Regions from separate parts of the Mus musculus genome. Here region 1 is linked to region 2. The links are chromatin contacts, called in public ChIA-PET maps. All regions are on one chromosome and are shown on one strand. Each heading gives the region's core, a stretch centred on a gene start, on an enhancer-like site or on the middle of the called end of the contact. The rest is flanking DNA. Distances are from core to core; before and after follow the strand shown.

The links. ChIA-PET counts read pairs in DNA pulled down with a chosen protein or histone mark.
Region 1: a contact with region 2 is called in an RNA polymerase II ChIA-PET map of memory CD8 T cells, with 6 read pairs. The contact joins two enhancer-like sites. A contact is called at or near these places in 2 of 115 datasets of contacts at active chromatin or transcription factors (memory CD8 T cells and microglia) and 1 of 9 other capture datasets (adipose tissue).

Annotation. Positions count from the first base shown.
Region 1 is chr16:90,276,809-90,282,638 of GRCm38.p6, forward strand. The region is part of intron 1 of Scaf4 (SR-related CTD-associated factor 4); the gene reads right to left. Among named protein-coding and RNA genes, the nearest start is that of Scaf4, 4.8 kb to the right of the region's middle. Within about 2 kb of position 2,438, at least 55 of the 459 cell types and tissues checked have an H3K27ac peak or open chromatin away from gene starts, as enhancers often do. A contact at or near this core is called in adipose tissue and memory CD8 T cells, where this site is marked.
Region 2 is chr16:89,982,938-89,988,733 of GRCm38.p6, forward strand. It overlaps a transcript of Tiam1 not described here. Among named protein-coding and RNA genes, the nearest start is that of Tiam1, 25 kb to the left of the region's middle. Within about 2 kb of position 3,319, at least 121 of the 459 cell types and tissues checked have an H3K27ac peak or open chromatin away from gene starts, as enhancers often do. A contact at or near this core is called in adipose tissue and memory CD8 T cells, where this site is marked.

The DNA.
Region 1 (5,830 bases), core at 1,188-3,687, 290 kb after region 2:
AAATTATGCAGAATGTCATTACTAAATGACAAATGGGAAATGGGAATTCATACAGAAGTTTACAGTGGTATAAACAGGTAAAAAATCAGACACTGTTTTTTGAGGTAAAAAGCATGACTGAATTAAGACAGAAGTCTGTGGTGTGTGGGAGCGTATGTGGAGGCCAGATGACAACTTGACGGGGTGGTTTCACTCCTTTCACCTTTGCTAAGGTTCCAGGGACTGAACTCAGGTGGTGAGACTCTCAGCGAGTACTTTCACTTGCCTCTCTCCGTAGGGTAGTTTTTGATTAAGATGATAACTGACACTAAAATCAATGCTGCACACATAGCCGGTATTAGGAGTTCTCAGTCTTATTGTCAACCAGGCTTTTTATGTTCCTACCAGACTCCCAGGGACTTCCTGCCTATAAACATGCTGCCTCATGTACAACTTTGTAATTAAAAGATTATTTTTTCTTCAGTTAAGGGTATCTAGTCATTTAACTGTCTACTGAACAAAATTGTGAAGGTTAAGTTTAGTAGCCACTGACAAAACAATTTACAGGCCGACGAATTGGCTCAGAGGTTAAGAGCACTGATTGCTCTTCCAGAGGTCCTGAGTGCAATTCTCAGCAACCACATGGTGGCTCACAGCCATCTGTAATGGGATTTGATACCCTCTTCCGGTGTGTCTGAAGAGAGGAACAGTGTACTCATATACATAAAATAAATAAATAAAATAAACCTTTTAAAAGAAGTTTTATTAGGTACTAACTAACTACACTTTTCTGCTGTGATACGTACTTGCAACTGGTATGATTCTATGCATGTGTATACAGTTCAAATTTCTTTTTTGGCTTTTTTTCTTTTTTTTTTTTTTTTTGGTTTTTTCGAGACAGGGTTTCTCTGTGTAGCCCTGGCTGTCCTGCAACTCACTTTGTAGACCAGGCTGGCCTCGAACTAAGAAATCCACCTGCCTCTGCCTCCCGAGTGCTGGGATTAAAGGCGTGCACCACCACACCCGCATTTTGGCCCTTTTTTAAACCTAATTACTGATTATGTTTGTGAAAATAAGTGTCTGTGAAGAAAACCCTGCACTGTCAACTCTTCTGCCCATCTAGAGTCTGTTCCAGTGCAGACTACTAATCACATGGGCTTATACTATGGCACTCCAATTATCCAAACAAATGAGAACTTTGGAGAGCTAACTGCATGGCTGCCCATTTTTAGTGGGTCTATTGTCCACTCGCCTCTGATAAAACATAACAAGTGGAAAAACAAAAACAAAAAACCCAAAACAACAACAAAAAACCTAGTTTCTAATTCTTAACTGCTTCCCAGAGTTTCCCCTGGTTTTCAGATTACTCTAACCCAGCTACCTGGTAAGGTGTCAGTTCATATACATCAGTAAAGAGCTCTACCTATGCTGGGCGTGGTGGCACATGCCTTTGATCCCAGCACTCGGGAGGCAGAGGCAGGCGGATTTTGAGCACTCGGGGTTTGAGGCCAGCCTGGTCTACAGAGTGAGTTCCAGGACAGCCAGGGCTACACAGAGAAACCCTGTCTCGGGAAAAAAACAACAACAACAACAATAAAAAACAAACAAAACACTCTAACTATAAAGTAAGGAATGTAACCAACAAGCCACACAACTGCTGACTCTAACAGTCATGGTCAGGGGATATAATACTGTGTTATCAAGGTAATTTAAAATGTGATTTCAATGTGTACAGACATCCATACAAAGTAACTCGAAAATACTTAAACTGTGTCTTCTTCTAGCCCATGGCCAAAAACCTACAACTTATTTCTGGCTTTAAACAAAGAAAACCATCATTTTGTCATCTTTCTTTAAAAAAAAAAAAAAGGTATTAGATTATCTCCAATTCTGTTTAACCATATGTAAAAACTAAATCTTTCTATTACTCATATTTATCTTTAAATCAATTTATTATTATATAGGTAATTTTTTCTGGAGCTAAATACTTGACAAAAATGTTAAAGAGGAACACATTTTTATCAACATTAGGGATAAGTGCTGTTGGAATGTTCTGAAGAGCCAAATTTCCTTCCATTATTACTGTGTAAATAGACTTCGAACACTGACAGAGACAGACTTGGGAATAGAAGAAAACGGTAACTAACAGAATCCAAACTCTCCTGGAATAACAAGGCAAATCCTGTAGAAAGCTGCTAACAGATTAGTATGTCCCTTTTACAAAATAAGAGCATTCTGAAACCTTTTCCCACTCAGATCTCTCAATAAAGATTGATTTAAAAAGTATTAACATTGCAGGTTAAAAAACAGGAATAGTCTCAACAGAGATCTAAGTTCCATTGAACAATCGTCCCTAGTAACCAAGAGGTGAAACATCAAGGCACTTACAGTGTAAGCAGGGACAGCAAGCTCCCAGCTGACAGACTTCTCCTTTCAGGGTAAGTGCTGAGTCAAGAGCGGCCGGCCGCAGAGCATCAGCTCATAACCAAGTCCTCACAGCTTAATCTGTCTGACTTTAAGATAGCTGGGTCTTAAGACTACTTCTATTTCTCCCCTCCCTGCAAAGCAGCACTGTATGCCACACCTCAGTGCTAACACCTCAGAAAGCTCGTTGGTGCCGTAGTCATGTCAAGACTCTAGATGCTTCCTCTCCTTTTTCATTTTCTCACAAGCACAATAGTGCAACAGTGCTTGCCAGGGGCTGTTACTGATGGAACTCCCCCCCCCCCATACTTTGAGTTTATACTTCTAATACATATAAAAATACAGTTTGCTATTGCCTTTAACATTGAGAATCTAAAGGAGTCAAAGTGCAATGTGAGTACAACTGTCAGCTCAGAGGGATGTGCACAGGAATACATTTGACAAAGTTCATTGCAGTTTATCAGCAAAAATGGATTCTTTGAAGAATTTAAGCACATTTAATGTGCACAAAAAGCAACATATGTACAAACACAGACTCTGACTTCATTGGTCACAGGCCTCAATTCACCATCTGATTGTCTGTTGGAAGCAACAGCTTAGGAGAGGACAAAAACAAAAAGAGCTATTTTTAAATTAAAAAAAAATAAACAAACTCATTTTCATTAAAAAAAATTTACAGTATTTTTATACATTCAAGATTTTAAAATTAGAGATATATGGGAGGGGTAGGCTATATTCTTTGAAAGCCTAAAAATATAATTATAGGGGTTAAAAATCTGTAACTTTCTACCTTCCAAGTGCTGGGATTGAAGGCACCCACCACCCAGCTAAAAAATTCTGTAATTTTTACTCATTCCATAAACTTCAGCGAAATTTTAAACTTTCACACTGAGGAAAACCACAAGGAAGAGTACAAAGTATTGGCCAACATGGACCTGCCTTAGTCCATCAAGACTTATTTATCAGTGTCTTTGAGAGAATAGTACACCCAAATAGCAAGTTAATGAGTGCCTTTCTTCTTCTGTACCAAGCAGACTTCAGTGACATCATTCCCAATCTGCCTTCCTTTTACCATTCCCAACCTTCTCCTGCTGCTTTCAACTCACCTCTTCACATTCCTTCCCTGAATCTGCTTAATTCTCTCCTTTCAAGTTTATTTCATGTATATGGATGTTCTGTCTGAATGTATGTCTGTGCACAAGAAGAGGGCATCAGATTGCCTGGAACTGGAGTTACAGACTGGTGTGTGAGCGGCCAGGTCTCCAGCAAGAGCAGTCAGCACTCTTAACCAGGGCAATGCCTCCAGCCCCAAAGCCTCTTCCTACCTCATAGAGACTAGGGTTCATGCCATACCACCCCAACAGCCCAATCGCATCTGATAGTCCCACCTCCTACCAAGACTAAACCTTATAGTGTAACACACATAAACACATGGCCTGCTGTTCAGCAGTGCTTCCCATCACCCATCCTCTAACTACTCTAACTACTCAAAACCAAACAACCAAAGAGTGCACTTGACCTCTTACTTCCTTATGCATTCAACCCCAAACTTCAAATTCTATTACCCTTAAAGGCTCAGTGGCCATAAGTCTGTTGCCCAGTCCCTTGGTACTCTACAAAGCATATCAATTAAGAAGACGTTTACATTCAAACCTTGGCTCTGCCAATATTTAGAAATGGGCCCTTTCTTCAGTGAATTTTTATTTAACTTCTCTGAAAATCTGCCTCTCTCTATGTAACTGGATGTCTGTGCAAGGCTGCAGGAATACATGCCTGTTAAAGCAGACATAAAGTGCCCAACAAGCAAGCCAAAGCATACTCTCTCTCTCTCTCCCCTGCACTCTGGAATTTGCACCAGCACCCATCTGAGAGTGACTCTGTCCCTGTTTTGGCTACTTCCAACTTTAAATACTACATTCCCTATGGCTTGCCAAAAACATCCATGTGACCGTTCCACACAACAGCTACTTAACCTATTTCACAACCAAACACACGTTCTTCTCCACCAAGCTTAATTTTGAAGACTGGCTTACACTGATGGCACCATCACCATCTCGGCATCTAGAATACAGTGGCAAAAGCCATTTATGGAACTGCCGGGCACCAAGGTCCCTGAATTACTTTGGCTCACATCCGTTCATGCCTCTCCCACATGACAGCAATACAAACAGAACACAATCTTGCCATCTTACTACTTAAAACCGTCCATGTTTACCACAGCCAGAAATGACATCAAGTCCTTTAGATGGGAAGCATCACACCACACACTACCATCCACTGGTTCCAAGAATCAAACTGCTACCCAGTCCTCAGCCCTGCTGCCCCTTCAAACCACCGCCTCTGAAATCCTAAAACGGAACCTTTTCTTCTGAGTTTCCACTGACACCTCATGGACACCGCACAACACACAGAGGAAAAACTCTTCTTTTCCTATTAGACGTGCTCCCTGAGTGACAGAGAGTCTTCCAATGCTGGGCGTGGTGGCGCACGCCTTTAATCTCAGCACTTGGGAGGCAGAGGCAGGCAGATTTCTGAGAGGCCAGCCCGATCTACAGAGTGAGTTCCAGGACAGCCAGGGCTACATAGAGAAACCCTGTCTCGAAAACAAAACAAAACCAAACCAAAAAAAAAACACACACAAGGACACTCAACATTTTTAAGCCACCAGCAGACTTAGGAGATTCAGGGTTACTGACAAGCACCTGACCTCCTCAGTGAGGTTTTTCTGAATGGGGGAGAGAGAAAAAGAATGAGCACAAGTCCTTAGGTTTTAGTTTGCAACTTAGCAGAGAGTTGGCAATGGCAGCATTCACCTAACAAGTGTAACTTCAAGTTCATAGACTAGGATGAAAGGGAAATCTACGAGAAAAGCTCAGTATGCCATTTAAAGGTCAAAATGCTATTTCCCCTTCTTAAAGAGCCACACACAAGTTTCATATTTCAAAGCAATCAAATGGACTGCAGTTTTAGGCTATTTTTCCTCATCCATTCAACCAGAAGCTTCAAATTTTATTATCCTTAAAAGGTTCGATGGCCTTAAGTCTTTAATCTGTTGACCACTTCCTTAGTAGTCTAAAAATCCTAATTCAGTGGAACGATTAACATTAGATACCTTCCACAATACCTTAAATAAGGAGTGAATGTTTCTGGTCTTTAAAAACACACGAAAAATTCTTGTTCATTAGACCTTCAGGTTAGCTTTCACCTCAAGAGGTGTGTCTGAAATCTTAAGACTGGCATTTGTGTAAATTCACCTCTATTCAAGAACCATTTGCCAGGCACCTGCTATGAGCACCTGCTAAGAGTGCAAGTCAACGTACAACTTGAGTAGTTAGTGAATTATCACTGACTTCTGGGATCCCACATTATTTTACTGCTTTGAAAATCATCTCTAGTCAACTCTTTTTTGTTATTGTTGTTTTTTTTT
Region 2 (5,796 bases), core at 2,069-4,568:
CAGGAAATCCACTTATTAGCAGAATATAAGCAAAGTGGAGAATAATGCCAAGGTCTCCCTAAGGATAAAGTCGGAAGGCACTCTCTAACACTGACACAGAGGGCAGCTGGGTTAATCTCTTTACTGAGGAAGAGAAATCTGCAATTCCAGGAATGAGGACAGAACCACAAAACGCATTCACCAAGTACAAGGACACGCGTGTCCTTAAGGATGCTCTGCACTGTGGCTAGCAGTGGCCAACACATGCTAACCCATAGGGCCATCTGCAGCACAGTGGAGCACAACATGGTGGTCCAAATGAAACCGATAAAAACAAACAACAAAGGAGACAAGTGAATCTTATCCCCATAGCCTTTCACAACCTTTGGGGCAATCAAGCCAGACACAGCAAACTTCATAACCTGGGCGTCCACTCGTATATTGTTATGAAACAAACTGAGCACGCTGGTTCTGGCCTTAGCATTGCTGAGCTAATCTAAGCCTCTGAGGAAAGGAAACAGAAAGATCAGAGTTTGAAGTCAGCCTAGGCTACATATGGAGAGCCTTTACAATATAAATAAACAAGCAAACAAATAAACAAAGCCAAATGTCATCGTCTGTCGCACAAACTATAAAGACAGAAGACACAGCTTCATAAACTTCAGGCCTGTATTGGCTGGTTTTATGTGTCAACTTGACACAGGCTGGAGTTATCAGAGAAAGGAGCTTCAGTTGGGGAAGTGACTCCATGAGATCCAGCTGTGGGGCATTTTCTCAGTTAGTGATCTAGCAGGGAGGGCCCCTTGTGGGTGGTGCCATCCCTGGGCTGGTAGTCTTGGTTCTATAAGAGAGCAAGCTGAGCAAGCCAGGAGAAGAAAACCAGTAAGTAACATCCCTCCATGGCCTCTGCTTCAGCTCCTGCTTGAGTTCCAGTCCTGACTTCCTTTGGTGATAAACAGCAATGTGGAAGGGTAAGCCGAATAAACCCTTTCCTCCCCAAGTGCTTCTTGGTCATGATGTTTGTGCAGGAATAGAAACCCTGACTAAGACAAGGCTCATGTGTTTTCTTGAGGTAGGTGGAAATGAAAGATAACTGTTTATGGGAATAAGGTCTGTCTGGGTCAGGCGACTGCAGAATTGATCATCGCCTCACCCATCAGGCCAATCGTTCACTCGCAGGACACAGCCACCAGGACACGTGGTGCATTTCACACCTGAAGAAGGCTTAATAAAATCTGAAGTTATCTTGGAGAAAATTATTTCCCACTACTGGTCCTCCTCCCCAAATAAAGTCTTCATTTCATCGGTAGCCATAAAACCCTGTCCAAACATCACCACTCCATTAAAACAGCTCAGTGACAGACAATGCACTTTGCTAAAGAAGATGCTTTGCCAAACATGCTCTTTCCCCCAGTATTTGGAGAGTGTATGGCAAGATCACAAATTCAAATGCCTCTTTTTGGAGAGATACTGTCAGATAGAGAGTGGGTGGATGGATGAACGGACAGACAGATGATCAGATGGATAATAAATTGATGTATGAATATATGTATGTATACTAATTTTGTTCTGTAAATACACACATATATTTATAGACACACACACATATGCATGTGTACAGATATGAACACATATCACAAACCATGCATGGGTACGAATGTAACCTTGGCTGTGACTTATTTAAGACTGAGAGCAGGACTTAAGAGCGGGCTCAGAGAACCCTCTGCCCCCATCAATCTCTCTGGTGTTACTGAGAGTGGATGAACTATGAGCATGGAGCCTCCAGCCAAGGGCACAAGACAGGAAGTGCAAAGGATCAGACTGTCCTACCCGACACTGCCTAAAGACTCAGACCATCCACCTAAGGCTCACCTTTCTCACAGTGAAGCATGCATTCATGACCACCAAATAAGGCAATCACTGTTTGTTTGTTTTGTTTTGTTTTGTTTTTCCTAAAGAAATGCCAGCCCACCATCTCCGGGGATAGCACGAAGTCTTCACATCTATAACACGAACCCACTCTCGTTAGAACAACACTACAGAACAGGACACCAAGTTCTCTGGTGGGAGAATCTGCAAGGCCTGGCAATAGGATCCAGGTTTGGCCACGTTAGTTTGTGCTTGCTTTTCTGTGCTTTCTTTACCCTTATCCCTAACCACATGCTCAAACAGAGATCAAGACTCCTCCTGCCCAGGGTCCAAGTGACTGAGGAAGCCGGCCAATGGTCCATACAAGCTAATCATAGAACTACCTTGAATTTTGTTCTTTAAAAAAAAAAAAAATTTGTTTTCTGAGTTTCTCTGTATAGCCCTGGCTGTCCTGGAACTCACTCTGTAGACCAGGCTAGCCTCGAACTCAGATATCTGCCTGCCTCTGCCTCCCAAGTGCTGGGCTTAATTTAAAGGCGTGCGCCACCACTGCCCGGCAAGAAATTATTTTATTGCAAGTTATTTATGTTGGGCAAGGGTCCTCAAGACAAGTTGCTTATGGGGTGGACAGAGGGCAACTTACAGGAATGAGTTCTCCACCTTTGACATGAAGGTTGCAGGGACCAAATGGAGGTTGAGGGGTCCAACCTTGTGTAAAGGCAACTGCCTTTACCTGCTGAGCCATCTGGCTAACTAACCCAGGTCTTGGTTTTTAAACATGAATGTGTCCAGCTTTGAACAACTTTGCTTGGGCTATACTGGTCTGAGTCAGAACAACGGAAACCTGGAAAACAGGGGTGTCAGAGAGATCCTCTCTGCATCCTCTGCTCCCCTAACTCCAGCCTCTCTTGACCCTCACCCAGGAAAACAAGTGCCACATTAGCAAGCCTTCAGACCACTGGGGCTTCTAGTCCGGCAACCCTCAGGTCTCACTCATGATGTATGGTACTCGATGGGTGTCTTGAAAGGGTTTTACTGTTCGGTTGCTCTGCAGTGATAAGCAGTGGAGGCTGGCCCTGCTAGGAGCACCGCTCTCCACCCCACATTCTGTGTAGAACATGTTGCCACTCCCCAGAGCTTTCTCTGATTATGTCCTTTCAAACAACCTTCGGTGACTCGTGCTGGCCCAACATCCTCATGTGTTTCTCTGTCGAATCTTTCTTTTTTTCCTTTCCCAAACACTGAATAGTCAGAGGATGGCTAGGATAGACTTATCTCCCTCCCACCAGTGCCTGAAAGCGGAGCGGTAGCTACAGCTGCCTTTGCCAGCCTTGAGATTACGATCTCAGAGTTCTTCCAAAGAAAGCTTTCTGGTTTGGAGGAAACCAGTTGCTTGGGGCAACCAGAGGAAGTGCCCTTGAAACCACAGGCAGTGGAGCCACGAGCAGAAAAGCCTCTTCCTGTAGCTCTGCTGAGGGGCTCTGCTTAAGGAGAGATGAGTGGTGTTGGGTTCCAAGAAAGAGCCACCAGGAGCCAGCGTGACCCGTGACAACGCTGCTGAACCCTCGGCTGCATGGGTCTTATCGCTGACTTTTATATTCACACGTCACTCCGTTATCTCTGCCAGAAAGCATGAGGTTTCAGTGTTACACGGAACGGTCCAAATGCAGGCACTAGCCTGCAGATTTCTCAATATTTCTCTGTATGGTGAGCTTCGCAGCATCCCAGGGCCTAGAAAAGGATGAAAGACCCTAGCCCTGCACTGTCTGCTTTCCTATGGATGGCCCAAAACAAAAGGATTCCAACTGCGACAAGTCTGTTAACCAAAGCGCCATTTACAAATTGCTGGTGGAGTGTTCTCTCACAGATCAACGGACAGAGCTCCTCTTCTCCAAGTGCAGCGGAGAGTACAAGAGAAGTCCTGAAAGGGCCTGGGTGAATATCCATCCACCCGTGTACTCCTCCGGCCTCTATAGGGAGCCTGATGAAGGCCCTGTAGGAGGCAGCGATGCCTGCAACCCGTGCCACAAGCAACTGAAGGCAGGGCCGGGGAGGAGAGGAAGCTGAGTTCACGCATATGGTGGGAACTGATGCATGTACGTCATAGGTGGATTACGGACGGTACAGCTAGAACTACCTGGGCTTGTGCTGGCTGCATCAGAACAGGGGCTAGAAAACCCTAATGGGCAAACTCTCCTAGGCTCTGGAGAACGTGTCAACAATCAGAGAGTACAGGCCACTGAGCCAGTGTGGCTTTGTTCCAGTATCACTTTGCGCATGAAGACTGAAATTCAAATTTCACATGCTAGTCAGTCACATGACACAGACTGTAACAGTCCTGTGCTGCCTAACAGGAGGCGCGAGTTCTGGGGGGAGCTGCACGGGGCCATGATTTCCTCACAGCAAAGACACCTGAGACCATCCCCCTCAACTAAGCCAGCCACAGCCCTGCGCGGTGCTCAGTACTCACCAGGAGGCACTGGCACATGTGTGCTGTCAGCGACCAATGTGGTATACAGTACTGCTCATCTGGTCTTTTTTCTCCCAACCACTTAAAAACCTAAGAGGCCTTCTTACGTCAAGGACCTTACACTCAGAGGAACCCAGAAGAATCCGGCCCTCGGACCAAGTTTGAGAACCCTAGATCTACAGCGCTACAGATAGTCCAGAGAGAAAGATTCCTCTCAGCTCCTGAGAGTGGGGGTTTTCCACTCTGGGCTGGGCACGCTCTCCTTATAGCCTCTGTGCCAGGGATAGGTGGGGGTTTCTGTCACACACAATGGCCCTCAACGAGTCTCTGGTAAGCGGCATCCATACCTCATGGGTTTCTCCAGCTCCAGCATGTGTCTTATTATCTAGAACATCATTTCTCCATATACATTTCCTGATCTAAGGAGCGACCCAGAAGTAACCGACCAAGCCACTGGGCTTCCCATTGTCTACCAGCACAGCCATGAATATCATTCCCTCAGGACCATTGGCCAAGGCCATAGAATAAAAACCTATACATCACCCTTAAGGTGGATTTTGCCCATTGGCCAAAGCAATTTAGTTTACCCAGTTTAAAATAGGAGGGGGCGAGGGTTGGGGGCTGTCTTTCCTTTCCATGAGGAGGAAGCTCAGAGACACAGTGACAGCATTTTGTACTTATACCCCATAGCCTTCCTCTACAATAGCTGTCCGTTTCCCAGGAAATAAGGATGCTTGGAGGTAGGGTTTCTTTCCCCCTCTAAATAGTTCACTGGAAAACCTGAAGACAAGTGTGTCAGGGATCAAATTTATAAGCAAAGGAAGCACAAAGAACCACAGAAGAATCTGTGTGGGAATGACGTGTGATTAGTCAAATCCAGGTGGCTTTTAGAACAGGACTCTAGGAACCGCTGTAATCGAGGGCCGGGAGGCAGGGAGGCAGCAACGGAAGAGAAAAGGAAAGGGGGAGCTAAGTCATACGCAGCCCCCTCACTCACCCTCATCCCTGCCCACCACAGCCTTCACAATGCAGCTCAGCCGGATTCTTCTCCCAGAGACACCAAATGCAGTTTACCCTAGAGTGGCCCATCACCGCCCGCCCGCCCGCCAGCCCGTCCATCCGTGCGTCCCTAGACCTCTCGATGCATCTCTGCTGACCTGACTTCAGGTTGCACTGACGCTCGGGGTCCTAGTGGGAAGAGAATGGGAATGTCTCGATGCATCCAGGCAGAAAGGCTAAGTTAGCAACACACTCTGCAATCCACCGGCTATTTGGTTTTAAATAATATTTGCAGTCTTCTTCTTTGCACCCTCCCCTCAACAAAAGAAAAAAAAGTCCCCATAGCAACTAACTGGAACACCTCAATATTCACCAAGCTTACCTACCAAGTAAGTCTGGCAAGAACATTTTCTCACTAAAGGCCACAGTAAGAGGAGCCAGGCGATCTCCCGGGCCTGCAGTGTCTGCCCAGCTGAGGA